Regions from separate parts of the Canis lupus genome. Here region 2 is linked to region 1. The links are chromatin contacts, called in public Hi-C maps. All regions are on one chromosome and are shown on one strand. Each heading gives the region's core, a stretch centred on a gene start, on an enhancer-like site or on the middle of the called end of the contact. The rest is flanking DNA. Distances are from core to core; before and after follow the strand shown. Region 1 has its middle 28 kb from the start of HERPUD2. Region 2 overlaps EEPD1 (endonuclease/exonuclease/phosphatase family domain-containing protein 1).

What was found. Hi-C and Micro-C count contacts between places; a contact is called where the count stands out from the background.
Region 2: a contact with region 1 is called in a Hi-C map of blood, with 4 times the contacts expected there. The contact joins two enhancer-like sites. A contact is called at or near these places in 3 of 9 Hi-C or Micro-C datasets (amygdala, blood and skin fibroblasts).

Annotation. Positions count from the first base shown.
Region 1 is chr14:47,406,445-47,414,022 of UU_Cfam_GSD_1.0, forward strand. No RefSeq gene overlaps it. Among named protein-coding and RNA genes, the nearest start is that of HERPUD2, 28 kb to the left of the region's middle. Within about 2 kb of position 4,042, at least 4 of the 20 cell types and tissues checked have an H3K27ac peak or open chromatin away from gene starts, as enhancers often do.
Region 2 is chr14:47,805,459-47,813,036 of UU_Cfam_GSD_1.0, forward strand. It overlaps EEPD1 (endonuclease/exonuclease/phosphatase family domain-containing protein 1), which reads left to right. Exons shown (of 8, transcript XM_038557333.1): 4 at 1,174-1,284; 5 at 4,869-5,003. Among named protein-coding and RNA genes, the nearest start is that of ANLN, 96 kb to the right of the region's middle. Within about 2 kb of position 3,958, at least 3 of the 20 cell types and tissues checked have an H3K27ac peak or open chromatin away from gene starts, as enhancers often do.

The DNA of each region.
Region 1 (7,578 bases), core at 2,792-5,291:
CTTGAAGTCAATTTAAAAAGTGTGATCAGGAATAAAAACAACATAGGTGCTAAAAGTCTGAAAATAAATCTTGATGATTGCCAAGTATCTAATAACCTGTCCACCAATACTCTGTTTAAAAAATATAGATTTTCATGGTGACTGGGTGGCTCAGTTGGTTAAGCGTCTCCTTCAGCACAGGTCATGATCCCAGAATCCTGGGATAGAGGCCCCTGTTGGGCTCCATGCTCAGTGGGGAGTCGGCTTCCCCCTCTGCCCCTCCCCCTGCTCATGCTTTCGAGCACATGCTCAATCTTTCTCAAAATCTTTTTTAAAAACAAAAATAATAAAAAATATTCATATTTATGAATAATGGATTATAATGACTCACCTTTGTTTTATTTTAATTTTTTTAAAGATTTTATTTTTTATTTATTTAGAGAGAGAGAGAGAAAGAGAGAGAGAGAGATTGAGAGGCAGAATCACAGGCAGAGGGAGGAGCAGGCTCCATGCAGGGAGCCCGATGTGGGACTCGATCCCGGGTCTCTAGGATCACACCCCGGGCTGCAGGCGGCGCTAAACCACTGCGCCACCGGGGCTGCCCAATGACTCACCTTCGAACAGCCTGTTTCACACTCCTTTTTAGCTTTTAGAAGCACCCCAAACTTATTGCTACGGGGAATTGCCCTATTTGGCCTTGTTTCAGAAAGAAACCACCTACTTTTGTGGAAAACCATCCTCATCATGTAATGTTTCAGTCCATTTTTCCCCAAGATTTTTGCCCTCAAACAGCAATTATATCATCTCTTGGGAATATGATAAATTTATGTTAAAAACTCTTGTTAAGATTTCCTTTCCTGGGGGATTCCTGGGTGGCTCAGCGGTTTAGCATCTGCCTTTGGCCCAGGGCATGGTCCTGGAGTCCCAGGATCGAGTCCCACATTGGGCTCCCTGCATGGAGCCTGCTTCTCCCTCTGCCTGTGTCTCTGCCTCTCTCTCTGTCTCTCATGAATAAATAAACAAAATCTTAAAAATATATATATATTTCCTTTCCTGCTCTACATAACATCCTTACTGCCATAGAATTCACAAATTACATTTAAGGAATAAGGGACTTTCATTTCTTAATTTTACTCTCATTAAATCTTCTAGAACATTTATTAATTAAAGAGGATTGGTTTACTGAAGTGTGTCCATTAAGTGTGTAGGGCATGCTACTAGTCAATTGCCAGGGCTCTGAATCAGTAGGGTTTCATGGTCAAGTATAGGTCTCTTCAGACTCACAGTCTCCTTCTCATCTCCCCTCACTCCCACAGTGTTTCATCTCACTGCTATTCGTTCTTACTCCTACTAATAACTCCACTTAGATTCTCGCATCCCATCTCCTTCCCCATAACTCCTTCCGCACAGTAAGTTTCACTCTTCCCACCTACTTTAGTCGCATCTGCCTTGATCTGTAGGCATATTTTGCCTTAAACCCAAGGCAGGTGGACAGAGGCAACACTATCAGCCCGTCCAAGAAGCGCTGCCATCGTGGAGGGTGGATAAGCAGGTGGTAGCAAGAGCATCCAGGTGAATCTGGGCCAGGCCTGGGGACATGCTGGCCTGGCCCACTCACAGAAGGCAACATGAAGTGGGAGGCGTTACCATTACTGTAGCCAAGATTAGATCCAGTGCCCGTGCCATGTCCAGCAGTTGGGGGAAGGACCAAAGTCGGCGTGGTACAGCCAAAAGTCTACTTTGTGTGCGTTGGCTTTAACAGTACATGGGTGCATGTAAGTGCCAGCAGCTGAGCCGAGAGCTGCCAACACCAGCAGAAATCAAGAGCGTCAGAGAAAATGTGATGGCAGAGGAGCCCAGCCCAGGAGTTGCTGAGGCACAGGTTTAGAAAGCAGACAGCAAAACTGGCAGAGGCTGCTGGACTGATCAGGCCCCAGGAATGAGAGAGAGGCTGGCACAGGTGAATGGCAGCTGCGGGGCAGGACAAACCAGCTGGGCCAGTACCACAACTGAGGCTCTGATCAGGGAGGTTGAGGCAAGTCTGAGAAAGTAGAAGAGACCTAATAGAGTGGCCAGGAATGAACAGACACAGGGCAGGCCGGATGGCTGTTCTGATGTGTCCAATTTTCCAGCTGTGATCAAATAACCAAATTAAAATCTAAGTCAGTTTAGGCCAAGGTCAATTTGAATTCTGTGCTTTGCTGGAGATACAGGATCATTAACTGTATCGATAATGCCCTTGCTAAACCCATTCTGAAATGGGGGCAGTTGTATCCCTTATTATTGGTCTGGATGTGTTCAACAAAAAGGAAATGATGGAGGCAAAACCATGCAACTATTTTTTTTTTATCTTTAGAGAGAGAGCACACACATTCGCAAGCAGTGGGGGAGGGGCAGAGGGAGAGGCAGAGAGAAAATTTTAAGCAGGCTCCACGCCCCGCACAGAGCCAGAGGTCCAGCTCGATCTCACGACCCTGAGATCCTGACCCGAGCCAAAATCAAGAGTCAAGACACTCAACAGACTGAGCCACCCAGGCACGCCACCATGCAACTATTTTTAAAACTGATGCTCATTAATGAGGTCAAGGGAATCTTGAAGAGATTTAATTTGACAATGTTGAGATTCATATAAATTTATGTTGAGAATTCATGTTTCAGAAATTATTTATTTCAATGAGTCCCATTTTTATCTTACAATAAAGTATAATTTAGTGTAACTACCTACCATTTGAATACTAGCGTCATCTTTTTCTCTACACAAAAAATAGAAGAATGTTTATGCACGTGTACATGTATGCATCAAGACCAAAAATTAAATGTAGGTTAAAGTCTTTGGCTAAGAACAAAGGATTGGCAAATTCACAAACTAAAACTTATAATTGTGAAGTTAGCTAACTTGTTAGTATAATTAAGATCGTCAGCATATAAGAAAAGGTAATCCTGTCTCAGCTGTAGCTACAGATTGCAAATCTTGGGTCAGTTCAAATTTTTACCAACAGATGCCAATGACTTTGCTGAAGGCAGAAAATATTTAGAATAGAAATGGAAGCATAAACACAATCCTGGTTGATTAACATGTTCCTTGTATGTCCTTATTATGATACTAACAAATACCCAGCTTTTGAGTTGATCGGTGATGTATTCGGCATATCACAGGAGCATCATTTTTTATTTTTTTATTTTTTGGCAGAGGGAGCATAATTTTTAAACGATTTGTCCAAAGTTTCTATCAATCCATCCTAGCAACGGAGCCAAGTGTTAGAGTTACTGCCGCCTGAGTTACAACAGCTGCCCTGGGAATCTTGCCCAAACAGCAAGTTAACTGCTATTCACGGTACTATCTGGTCTTTCCCACCCCCAAACATACACAAAAGATTTTTGTCATTCTTGGCATTGGGCAATAGAAGTAGCGAGACATGCCAGCAGAACTCTAAAGGCAGAATGTCCTTCCACCTGTTTTATGCTGTAAGACAGACTTGCAAGTGCGAGGCGGTGTGGAGGGCTGTTTCCTTGAATGGCAGCTGAATGCACCAGCAGGATCCTTGGCAGCAATGCCCAGGCACCGAAGCTGGGCATTCAGGGGAGCTAAATGGAGAAGAGAAACTTGAGCAAACTGCTTCCTGGAACACTGAGAACCTAAATGGGAAATTAAGAAGCACCAGATTCTCTCTATCCTAACACCAGCCAAGGTCAGATTTCCAAGCCCCTATTTATTCCAATCTCCCCCCTCCACCCAAAAAAAAGTACTATGACAATTTATGAAGGTAATAAAAACTTTTTTTTTTCTTTGAGCAAATTGTGTTGCTCACTGCTTTATTATGCTCGCTCTTGAGAATTTTTCCCCCATCCTAAAGTAACAACTTTAGACCACAGAAGAGGTTCGTCTAGGAAGACAAGTCACTTATGCTACATCTCAAAGGGACAGCTCCTTAGGCAAAAGGATTTGGCTATTCTGGTTTACTGGTTGAACATTCTAGATGTATCACATTCACAGAAAGCCTGGGCGAAAGTCTGGCCTCTGCCTGCTTGGCAGACAAAAATCTCACCCACCCACCCACCCCCAGCAGGACACCTAGACAGAACTTGGGGCAGGAATAACTGCCTTGGTGGAGACCTCATTCCCAGTCTCGAGGACAAGCTGATAGCCAAAGGCCTACAAGTCACAGGCTTGTGTTAATTCTGTGCTCTCCCCCTGGTGCCATCCGGAAGGCTAGTGTCAAACCTAGAAGCTTAGCAGTTTCAGAAAGTAATAACCGCAGTCGGAGGGGCCTGGGTAAAATTCCTCCAGCTACTTTCAGTTTTTCAGGAAGCTTGAAAGTAATTGTTTACTCAAAGCCTCAAGGATGACTTTTAGTTAGGAAGAAAAAAAAAAAACTTGATTCCTTGATTTCCATTTGGAAAGATAAATTCATTGTTATTTAACAAATGTGTTTGTTTGCTTCTATTCAAGGCAGGGGTTCTGTGGGGGAAATCACATTAAAAGAGGTTTTCAGTGGGAAAGAGATTAGAATACATTGTCCTACAGAAAACTGTCTTAGAGATGTAAATGCTCAAATTGTTTTCAAAAATATTTCACAAACAGTGGCTTACTTCCCATTGTGCTGTGCATCTGATTCAATCAAAGTACTGAAGATTTACAAAGCTTGTTGGAGGAGTGGCTGTGGGAAATTCCAGAGCTGCTGCCGCCTGTGGAGACTTCCTTTACTGAGCGCCTCAGATCCCAGACACTCAGATCCAGATCCCACGGTCTTATTTGCCAGAACTGCAAGGAAATGATAGAAATTCAGTAGAAGTAGACCTTGCTGCAGCCAGGCGGCCTTCTCATAAAGTTAGGGATGCTTCAAAGAGGTTTTAACCAAAGCAGAGGCAGAGCATGCTTTTGGACTTTCACAGATTCAAGAAATGTTTCTTTCTTGTTTGCCCTGCTCTCATTTCATCAGCAAGAACAAAATTAGTTGTTTTCAACTGGCACAAAAGTGTATTTATTCATTAACCCATCAGGCGTTGCTCATGTAGCCATCATTTGCCAGGCTCTGAGTTAAGTGCTGGGGAAATAAAGATGGATAAGACTTTCGGTGCCACAAGCAGGATTGTCAAAAGCTGTCCTCATTCTGGGTTGCTTGGACAAGCCTGTTGGGACCTGGGCTCCTCACTTCCCACAGAAGGGATTGATTGCATCCAACCTTCCAACAGAACCAGTTTCTCCCTTCCATAGAACCAAGGTCCTCAGGTGCTGGGCAACTGGTTTTCCCAGACAACTGAGTATCTAACCTCAGACTTGGTGGTACCCAAGAAGTTAGATTATCCCCTCATCATCTAGGTCATTCTCACTCTTGCCCTATAAAGTGAGAAGCAAGGGAACAAGTTCCCTTCCTGGAAGGTCCACCCAGGGTGCGTCCAGCAGAGAATTGTGGCCCATCTCTTCTGTTTTCTTGTTCATTCTTGCTTTATAAATTTCCCCAGTAAAGCCTGTGAGATTTTGTGAAATTCATCAGAACCTTGTTCCATGACAGGTGATGAGCATGAAAGCATCCCTCTTACAGAACAATGCTTCTCACCTTCTGTAAAACTATGCAGCACAGTGCTGTAATCACCTGTTCCAGAATGAACCCTGTCCTTTGATACAAAGGATTTAATTTTCAGCTCTGGTGGGATCTGGCCAAAGGAGGGAGTTGGGATATACTGCAGGGGGTCAGCGCTAGCTTCTCAGTAGAGGAGTGAAGAGTTGGTGCCATGGAAGCCCAGGGTTCCTTCTCTAGCAGCTCAGCTCCTGTGGAGCCTGCCTGCATTAAGACTCCCACAAACATTGATCACATCCATGTTTGTTTCATGTGTTCATTGGTTTATTTTTTTAAATATTTATTTATTTATGAGAGAGAGAGAGAGAGAGGCAGAGACACAGGCAGAGGGAGAAGCAGGCCCCATGCCTGGAGCCCGATGCCGGACTCGATCCCGGGACTCCAGGATCGTGCCCTGGGCCAAAGGCAGGCGCCAAACCACTGAGCCACCCAGGGATCCCCTGTTCATTGGTTTAGTCACTTAATCAGAGCTGTTTTATTTTTTTTTTTTTAATTTTTTTTTTTTTAAAGATTTTATTTATTTATTCATGATAGTCACAGAGAGAGAGAGAGAGAGAGGCAGAGACACAGGCAGAGGGAGAAGCAGGCTCCATGCACCGGGAGCCCGATGTGGGATTCGATCCCGGGTCTCCAGGATCGCGCCCTGGGCCAAAGGCAGGCGCCAAACCGCTGCGCCACCCAGGGATCCCAATCAGAGCTGTTTTAATACTTAAGGACGATAACTGGAAAGGGCCTTGAAAAAGTGTAATGCTCTAAGTAAGATTATTTGGATATCAAAGGTATATTTACTATAGATTACCAGTGCCATTTTTTGTTGTTGTTTGTTTTTGAGCTAAGAACTTATTCGCCAGATGAAGGCTTATAATGAAGCTCAGAATATAAAATACATGTTCGTGGACTTGCTCCAACTAAAGTGAAGTAGAGGGGGTAGGACTTCAAGGCCTCCAACAAACACTGTTTGAAAAGCACTGTGAGAAACGCCAAAAGTGTTAAAGAGTTTAGAAGTTGCTTTAAAAAGTAAACCCCAGCTGTTCTACAGCTTGACTATGATGGCGAATACACAAGCCTACGCACGGGGTAAAATTGCATAGAACAAAATAGGCTCACCCATGAGCAAGTACATGCAAAACTGGTGAAATCTGAGTTAGGTCAGTGGATTGTATCAATGTCAATTTTCTGGTCGTGATATTGTATTATAGCTTTGTAAGATGTTGCAACTGGGGAAAACTGGCTGAAGGGTACACCAGGCCTCTCTGTATTAGTTTTTCCAACTGCATGTGGCTCTACCATTTATCTCAAAAAAATTTTATCTTAAATAAATAAATAAGTCCATGGCATGAATTCCTTATCCTGTCCTTTTCCTTCTTCTGAAATCAAAGAATGGTCAAACAAAAACTTACCTATGACCACCAGCTGAGATTCTTTGGTGTTCATACTAATGGACCTAAGCAAGTGAATCAGGAAGACTTCAGGTATAGGTAACAGATAATGCTGACCCAACTGACTTAAGCAATAAGGAAAATCTGGTATGCTATGTAATGAAAAGTCTCGAGTAGGGTGGTGCCATGATCACTTGGATTCAATAGCTCCAATCATCAATCAAGGACCCACGTTCTTTCCATCTTTCTACCCTACCACCTACAACATGCTAATTCTGTCCTTACCTAAGCTTCATTAGCAACTGGCTGCTATCACACCATACTATAGAATTATCTTAAGTTTCATTGTAAGTAAGAGTAAGGAAACATTTGTGGATCTTTCTACCACTTGCTTCACCCACTTATTTTTATTGACCAGGATCAAGTCACAAGCACTTCCCTACATGAATCACTGGGATTGTTTTACCATTATCCTTAGAAAGAGTCCCTGTGGTGGGAGATGATTACATCTGCAAAAAATCAGCACTCCACCAGTAAGAGCCAGGGGTCAATGGGCAATGGATAGGCAACCCATCCTAGCAGATCCCAGGCACTTTTCAATAGTACAGCTATTGAATCTCCTAGAAAATTTTGAGGCAGGT
Region 2 (7,578 bases), core at 2,708-5,207, 400 kb after region 1:
ATGGCCGTGCAGGGCACTGAGACGGGAATGGGGATGGGGGAGGGGAATGGCTTGTCTCTTTGTGACCCGCCGGGCTTGTGGTTTGCAGAGATGTTCAGGTGGAAATGTTAAAAGGGTTGTCAAAGTGCTATTGGAACCTCCGGAGAGAAATCTGAGCTGCAGGTACGGCTCTGGGGGCCTTTGGGACAGAGATTTAAGCTAAAGCTGCGGAGCTAAGTCAGATTAGCTGAGGGCAGCTCCCTGAAGAGAGAGTGATGAGGTGTCCAGAAGGACATCCCAAGACTCCCTTGGAGGGCAGGGCACGGAGAGAGGTGAGTGGCTTTGCTGCGAGGTGCATGAAGCAGACACGGCCGGTGTCACCAGGAAGGGGCGGAACCAGGTGTTGGGGCATCTCAAACACTAAACCCAAGTAGGACACATTCTGGGGAGCCCTCAAAAAGCCATCCTCAAGAGTCTGGGTTGTGTCTGAGGCGTGAGTTAAAGGAACTGATCCACACATTTTGGAGCACATCGTTGGTTAACTCCTCACTTACGTGGCCTGTGTGATTTTCACTTGCTTTGGTGACCCAGTGGCTTTACAGTTCCTAGGCCACATTGGTGGCACACACGTGAGCAAAAAGAAGTCACACTTGGGGGGCGGTAGCCACCCATGGCAGTGGGGCTTCCTTCTAGGAAAAGAATCAGAGTGAGCAAGATGGTAGTAGTTCAGGATGAAGCTTGGGGGGTCAGTTTTTCTACCTCTAAGCTAAGCTCCCGGGAGAAGAGCTCATTCCTCTTCCCTCCTCCACGCTTGATACCGATCTGGACCCCCGTGGGACCTTGAAACCACTGGTTTTACAAGGATAAAAAGGATTCTAACAATTTTGAGCTATTTGTACTAGAATGCTACAAAAAAGAATTGATTGCTATGAACTGAGAGGGCCCCCCCCCAACCCAGGTGATTATTGTGTGTTTTATAGATCGTTTGCTTTTTAATTTGTTGGGCTTTTTCAGACCCCTGGGTCTTCACAAACCCTAAGAACATAGGGAAAACGTCCGACAAGTCTCTGAATAAGGCTGATGAGTCAGGGTCAGGCATCTCCTGGTTCCTCAGGCTGCTGCCCCCCCCACCCCCCCGCTGGCCGCAGGTGCTGGATGCAGGATCACACACCGACCTGTGCTCTGTCTTTGCAGTTCTGTACGGAGCTAAACCAGCCCATCCTGCCCAACATCCGCAAGTGGAAGGGACCCCGGGGATGCTGGAAGGCGGTTGTTGCTGAGATGCCCTCTACTCAGCTCCAGAAGGTACCTTCTTCTGCAACACCTGGATTTTATCTCCATTTTGTTGAAACAGCCTTTTCCCCTAATCACAGACGTTTAAAATTTTTTCTTTGCCAACATCCTCGATGCTGTTTTGCGTTTCTGCACGTCTCTTAGCTCTTTGCCATTCATCTCAAAATGCCCTGGTTCTCGTTTCGTATGTAGATCGGGAATGGACTCCTGCCCAGACGGAAATGGGAGTTGGGGGTGTTGGGAGGAGAAGAGAAATCCTGTCTGGAGCCAAGGCTGCGGATGGGGTATTTCTGTCCTTTGTCCTCTTAATCCCGTCTCCACAGTTCCATTCTCTGCCAAGTTTGTGGAGAGCCCATTGTTTCTTGACTGAAAACTTCAGATTCACTTAATTCATACGCAAAGCGTTTGCTTTCTGAGGTAGAAATTGTGCACATGGAAATGTTCTGTGGGCATGTTGAGCAGATTGTCATTTTGAATTTTCTTTCGTTGGTAGTTCCCCTGTGGCTGTAGGGATATGTTTCACTCTTACAGATCTATGCAAGACCAGTTTTTACACACTAGGAGTGTTTGATATTCGTGGGATTTTATTTTATTTTATTTTATTTTTAGTTTTTATTTATTTATTCATGAGAGACACCCAAAGAAAGGCTGAGACCTAGGCAGAGGGAGAAGCTGGCTCCACGCAGGGAGCCCATGTGGGACTCCATCCCAGGACCCCGGATCACGACCTGAGCTAAAGGCAGGTGCTCAACCACTGAGCCCCCTGATGTCCCAATATTAGTGGGGTTTTGGATTTTAAAATAGACTTTCAAGAGTTAATCATGAGTCAGAAACTGTGTCATTACATAGTTTTTCTATAATGCAAATGTATTTTTCCTCTCTAGTATACCTGTTTATAAACATACGTAAATAACATTTATGTGAGTGATATGGATGAAAAGTATCCAACCATTTATTGACAATAAGCTCTCTTTTTAGCTGCTACTTAAAAATGTGATGTAAATCTTCTTTCTCTGGGTTTTATGTTTTGGAGTGTAAATGGTTACTATAGGTGACAGCCAGTGTACATTCCCCATAGGCTAGAAATTAAGCCAAATTGGGACATAGCTAGTCTTTCCCTCGGTAGCCCATGGCTGTCCTTTCTCAGTCTACATAGAACTAATAATACCATCTTACCTTTAAAAAAAAATAGCACTTTGTACATATGTAGGTTCACTAAGCTCTTGTAGTCCACTTAACACTGCTTATCTGCTGGGAAATCATCAGGTTACTACGTGCCAGGCACTGTGCCACATGCCAAACATACATGGGTGAGAAACACAGACCCAGGGACCCAGCCCTGCCTGGTTTTAGTCCTTGCAAGCCCAGGGCCGGAATCCAACCTGAGCTGACATAGCCCCTCCCTCAGGGAGCTCCCGGCCTATTGGAGGCATGAGGCGGGGAACCCCACTCGAGGCTGGGGTGCCTAGGCCATTGGAGGACAATGTGCAGTTGCAGGGAGACCCGAGTTCAAGCCACTTAAACTTCTCAGCCCCAATTCCTTTATCTCTAAAATGGGAGCAATAGCCCCTTCCTTCTGTCAATCAGCAGGAAGCTGTAGGATTTGAAAAGATCAGGTGCACTGAAACACAGGCCAGGGCCTGGCGGGCCCACGAGAGGCACTGCTGGCCTGGAAGTCCACACCTGTGTCAGGCTGCGGCTGGGCCATTGTACACTTGTTGCCGTGGGGGCAGTGCGCCTAGTGTGGACACATCTCCCGGTGTCTCAAAAGATGCAAATATCTAGACTTTAATGTGAAAGTTCCTGAATTTTGAATATGAACAGATAACCGAAAAAAATTTTTAAATGCTGTTGAATAAATTGTGTCTGCAAGTTGCATGTGTTCCATCTCTACCCAAGACAAATGTGGGCAGGTGGTGGCAGCAACTGCCATTCCCCCAGGGCCTGAAGTGACATCGGGTGCCCCTGCTCAGCTCTCAAGCCCTTGCCCCACAGCTGGGCGGGCGGGGGGGGGGTTGGCGGCTGTAGATGAGAAGGCCCACACCTATAAGGCAAGACCGTCTGCCCGGCAGCCCTCTGGCTGCCACACGGCGGGGTCGGGCTCGAACCCAGGTGGAGCCCTGGCTCCAACACTCCATCTCCTACTGCCCCTAGTGGAGGTGCGGCCGTTCTTCAAGAGACAGGGCCCCCGGGACCAGGGGTCGGGAGAGACCCCCAGAAACACCTGGTGCTGCTGGAAAGGCGGGTGAGCAGGTGTGAGGGGCGGCACCGAACAGGCAGGTGCTCCCCGGAGGGCTCCTGGGCAGTGGCCGGTGCGCCCTGGGGAGCCCCTGAAGCTTTTAAGCAGAGCTGAGCCTCGGAGAAACAGTAAGTGGGAGGATAACCCTCCAACGCTGAAAGGGCAAATCCCATTTCACTCACTTTACACCCAAGGAAATAGGTTTAGAGAAATGGAAGGCTCCGTGGTCTCACGGCTGAGTGACACGGGTGGCACGAGATCCAGGGCTTCCAGTTCTTAAACTGGCGTCCTCTCCGGCCACAGGCCTGTGGTCATAAATGTCAAAGTGCACAACGTGCAGAACATGGTTCCCCTCCCTCCTCCCCAACACGAGTTGGTCTGGTTAAGGTGCTGAGCCCAGCAAGGCCTGGGGCTGGGACCTGAGCGGACGCTGGGGACTCAGCACAGGCCACTCTGGTTGTGCAGAGTCATTTCCTCTCTTTTGGTAATAAGTGTCTCCGGCCCCTCCAGCGATGCCACAGATCCCGCTGCCAACCTCTGGCAGCAGAGCCTGCAGATGCTGGGATGGGCTGGGAGAGGAGGCTTTTCCTCTTTCCAGAAGGCCCCACGGACAGCAGCAAGAAACAGGCAGGTCATCTGAGGCCAGAGATAGTGGTGTTTAGTGTCAGGCCTCAGGACACCCCTGACGCCACCCGCTGGCCCTCACAGGGCCCTGTCCTGGGGCTGCAGGCCCCTGTGTGGGCCCTGTCCACCTGCAGAGGGCCCTTGACCGGGTCTAAACCCCTGGGACTCTTAGCACTGACCTCCATCCAGCCAGCAAATATTTATGGAGGATTTACTAGGTGCCGGGTACTTACTGGTCGTGAGCTGCAACTAATCAGTAAGCAAAGCCCACCCTTTGGAGTCCTCTATTTGATTCTCAGCATCGCTGTTTACCAGCAGTGGGGTGTTAGGGAAGTTACTTAACCTCTCTGGGCAGCTCAGTTCCTGCTTGGTGGACGCGGGTATGAGTATCTGACTCCTGGAATGTGATGATTAAAAAGACAACTCTGTGCTTAGTCAGGGCTCCCCTCACATCCCTCCCAAAATGATGAGAGCCCAGGCACCCTTGGCTGCGCATAAACCTCTGAAAGTGGCAGCGTGGGAAGTTTGGGGCAAGGGGACAAGGAGGAGCACGCTATAGCTTTGGGGTCTCCTTTTGTTTCAGAAACAATCCCCGTGCATGTGATCCCAGGACCCAGTGCAGAGACCCCCCCCCCCCATCTCCTGGTTTCTCCTGCCTCCTCCCCCAGGTAGGGGCTGAGCCCTGCCACAGAACCGACTGCTCTCCAAACTGACGCGCCCCCTTCTCCTGCAGGGCGCCGGGTTCTCAGGATTCCTGTGGGATGCTGCGGCCGGCGTGGAGCTGAGAGACGCCACCTCGCAGGAAAGTTCTCCTGGCAACGGGCACGGGAAGCCGTCGGGTCCCAGCCCGTACCTGGCGCGTTTCAAGGTACCGTTTGTGTCGCTGTGAAGGTCTACTTCTAAAAGGGGGGTGGGGGGATCCCTGGGTGGCGCAGCGGTTTGGCGCCTGCCTTTGGCCCAGGGCGCGATCCTGGAGACCCGGGATCGAGTCCCACGTCAGGCTCCCGGTGCATGGAGCCTGCTTCTCCCTCTGCCTGTGTCTCTGCCTCTCTCTCTCTCTCTCTCTGTGTGACTATCATACATAAATAAAAATAAAATAAAATAAAAAAATAAAAGGGGGTGGGGGGAGTCCCTTTGTAAACTGTGATCCAGAGCAACCTCATCTGCTCTGTCTCAGGGCCAGGTTGCCATGTCCTCTTGGGGCTCCCTTGGCTGATGAACTTGTCCAGGGCAGGAATGCGAGGGCCTGGGGGTGAGGGGACTCTAGCTCCAATAACACTGGCATTTGGGCAGGAAGGGGATCAAGTGGCTGGTTCCCAAACCTAATACAGGTCAGAATTACCTGGGGAGATTTTTTTTAAATCAGGTATTCCTGGACCCTCCCCCGAACACGCAGGATTTCTGGAATAGGGCCCAGGACTGCCTGTTTTTCCAAGGCACCTTTAGGGCTTCTTCATCCCTCTGATATTTGGAAACCACTGGATTTAGAGGACAGCAGAACCTGTATCGAGGACAAGGGGATGACCCTCAAGGGGTCATTTGGGTTCAGAGGGGATGCAGGAGGAGCCTCTGGGCTCTAGGGTCAGGGCAGCCCCACCACTGACCTCCTCCAGATGAGCCCCTCACATGGGAGCGTTGGCAGGCTGATGTGAGCTCTCCCTCTGATTCGCCTGCATGTCCCTGGGCAGTGCTCAGAACGGCCAACGGTCAGGAGCTCGGAACTAGGGGGAACAAGGAGCCAGCAGCCAGAACCCATCGCCCAGTGGGCACTCAATGGACCTTATCCCCACAGCACTTACCTGTGAAATCACAGGGTCGGGCAAGAGCGGGCCCTTGCTACCGAGCCTAGCAAGCCACCTGTGGGGGTCTGAGGAGCCTTCCCCCTTCTGTGTGCTCCAGACCAGTTCGGGAGCCTCAGAGTTGCTTCGAACCACAGCACAGTCTCTGGCAGCTCCCGGCTGGGGCAGCCCTCGGGGGCTGTGTTGGCTCGGGTTGGGGTCTAGTCCAAGATCCTGCCCCTCCCTAGCTGCAAGGTTGCTGGGGTTCCGTGTGCACACCCACCCCGGGGTGTCTTAGGTTGCGCTTAGGAGACAGACGTGTAAAATCAGCCAGTTATCATCTTTAAAACCTCCTAATGCCGCACTGGCATTAAAATTAAATTCATGAGTGACACACAGAGAGAGAGGCAGAGACACAGGCAGAGGGAGAAGCAGGCTCCCTGCAAGGACCCCGACCTGGACTCGATCCCGGGTCTCCAGTATCACGCCCTGGACTGCAGGCGATGCTAAACCGCTGAGCCACCAGGGCTGCCCTGGGCTGCTTTTCTTTTTATGTAAAGTGGTTATACGTGCTTTTACCTGGCAAGACAACCCCCAGACCAACCAATGTCTCTAAAAGTCTGGATGGTTTTTGTTTGTTTTGTTTTTTAAGATTTGAGAGAAAGAGAGAGCGAGCACACAGGCATGAGCGAGGGGTGGGTGGGGGCAGAGGGAGAAGCAGACGCCCTGCTAAGCAGGGAGCCCCATGTGCGGCTTGACACCAAAACCCCAGGATCATGACCTGAGCCGAAGGCAGATGCTTAACCAACTGAGCCACCCCGGCGCCCCATGGCTGGCTGCTTTTAATGGCCAATGAGAAAATGCTACCGTGTCCTGAATTATTGGTCCAAATCCTTTAACGTGCTTAGACGGGCGCTCGGCCTCCTATCCTTCACGCCCCAGTCTGGGCCGGACAAGTGGTATGGTGTGGAGATGTGCCTTGGCTCTAGCCCCCTCCCTTGGCGGGGTTTCCCTACCTGTGGCCTCATGGTTCCTCTGTGGTCACAGCTGCAGAGAGCTCTCCAGGCTGGGCGGTGGTGGGCAAACTGGGGTCAGCCTCCACTTCCTGGGGGCTCCCCCTGCACCCCCTTCCCTCCTGGCAGTGTTTAGTGTTTGTTGCCATGACAAGCGGAAGGGCAGGATTGCTAAACCCCGAGCCGCTGAGCGATGCTGTGGTGCTCAGGAGACGGGCTCTGCCTGCAGGCGCCTGGACCTGCCCACCAGGCCCTGCACCCTGGGGGTGCAGGATCAGGGCATAGCCCGTGCTGCCGACCTTCAGCCAGATTCCCCGCTTGATGCATTTGAAATCTGGAGAAAGGGAGCATCCGGGCATAGTGGTCTCCAGAGGGAAAAGCAGGCAAAGGGGGGCGGGGGTGGGGTGGGGAAGGAGACGGGCCCCAGCAGGGGGTCCTGGCAGAGGGCTCGCCAACTGGCCCTGGAAGGTGAGAGCCCCAGTCTTGGCTAACGACCGGCTGCCAGAGCCACCACCTCCTCCGCCTTTGGAGTTGCTTTGAAGGAAAAAACAAAAAACCCAAACCTGACATTTCCAGATGTGCCTGGTTTTTCCAGACCCTCGGTTGGAGGAGACGGTGTGATGTAGGGGAGTGGACTGATAGAACAAGGGAG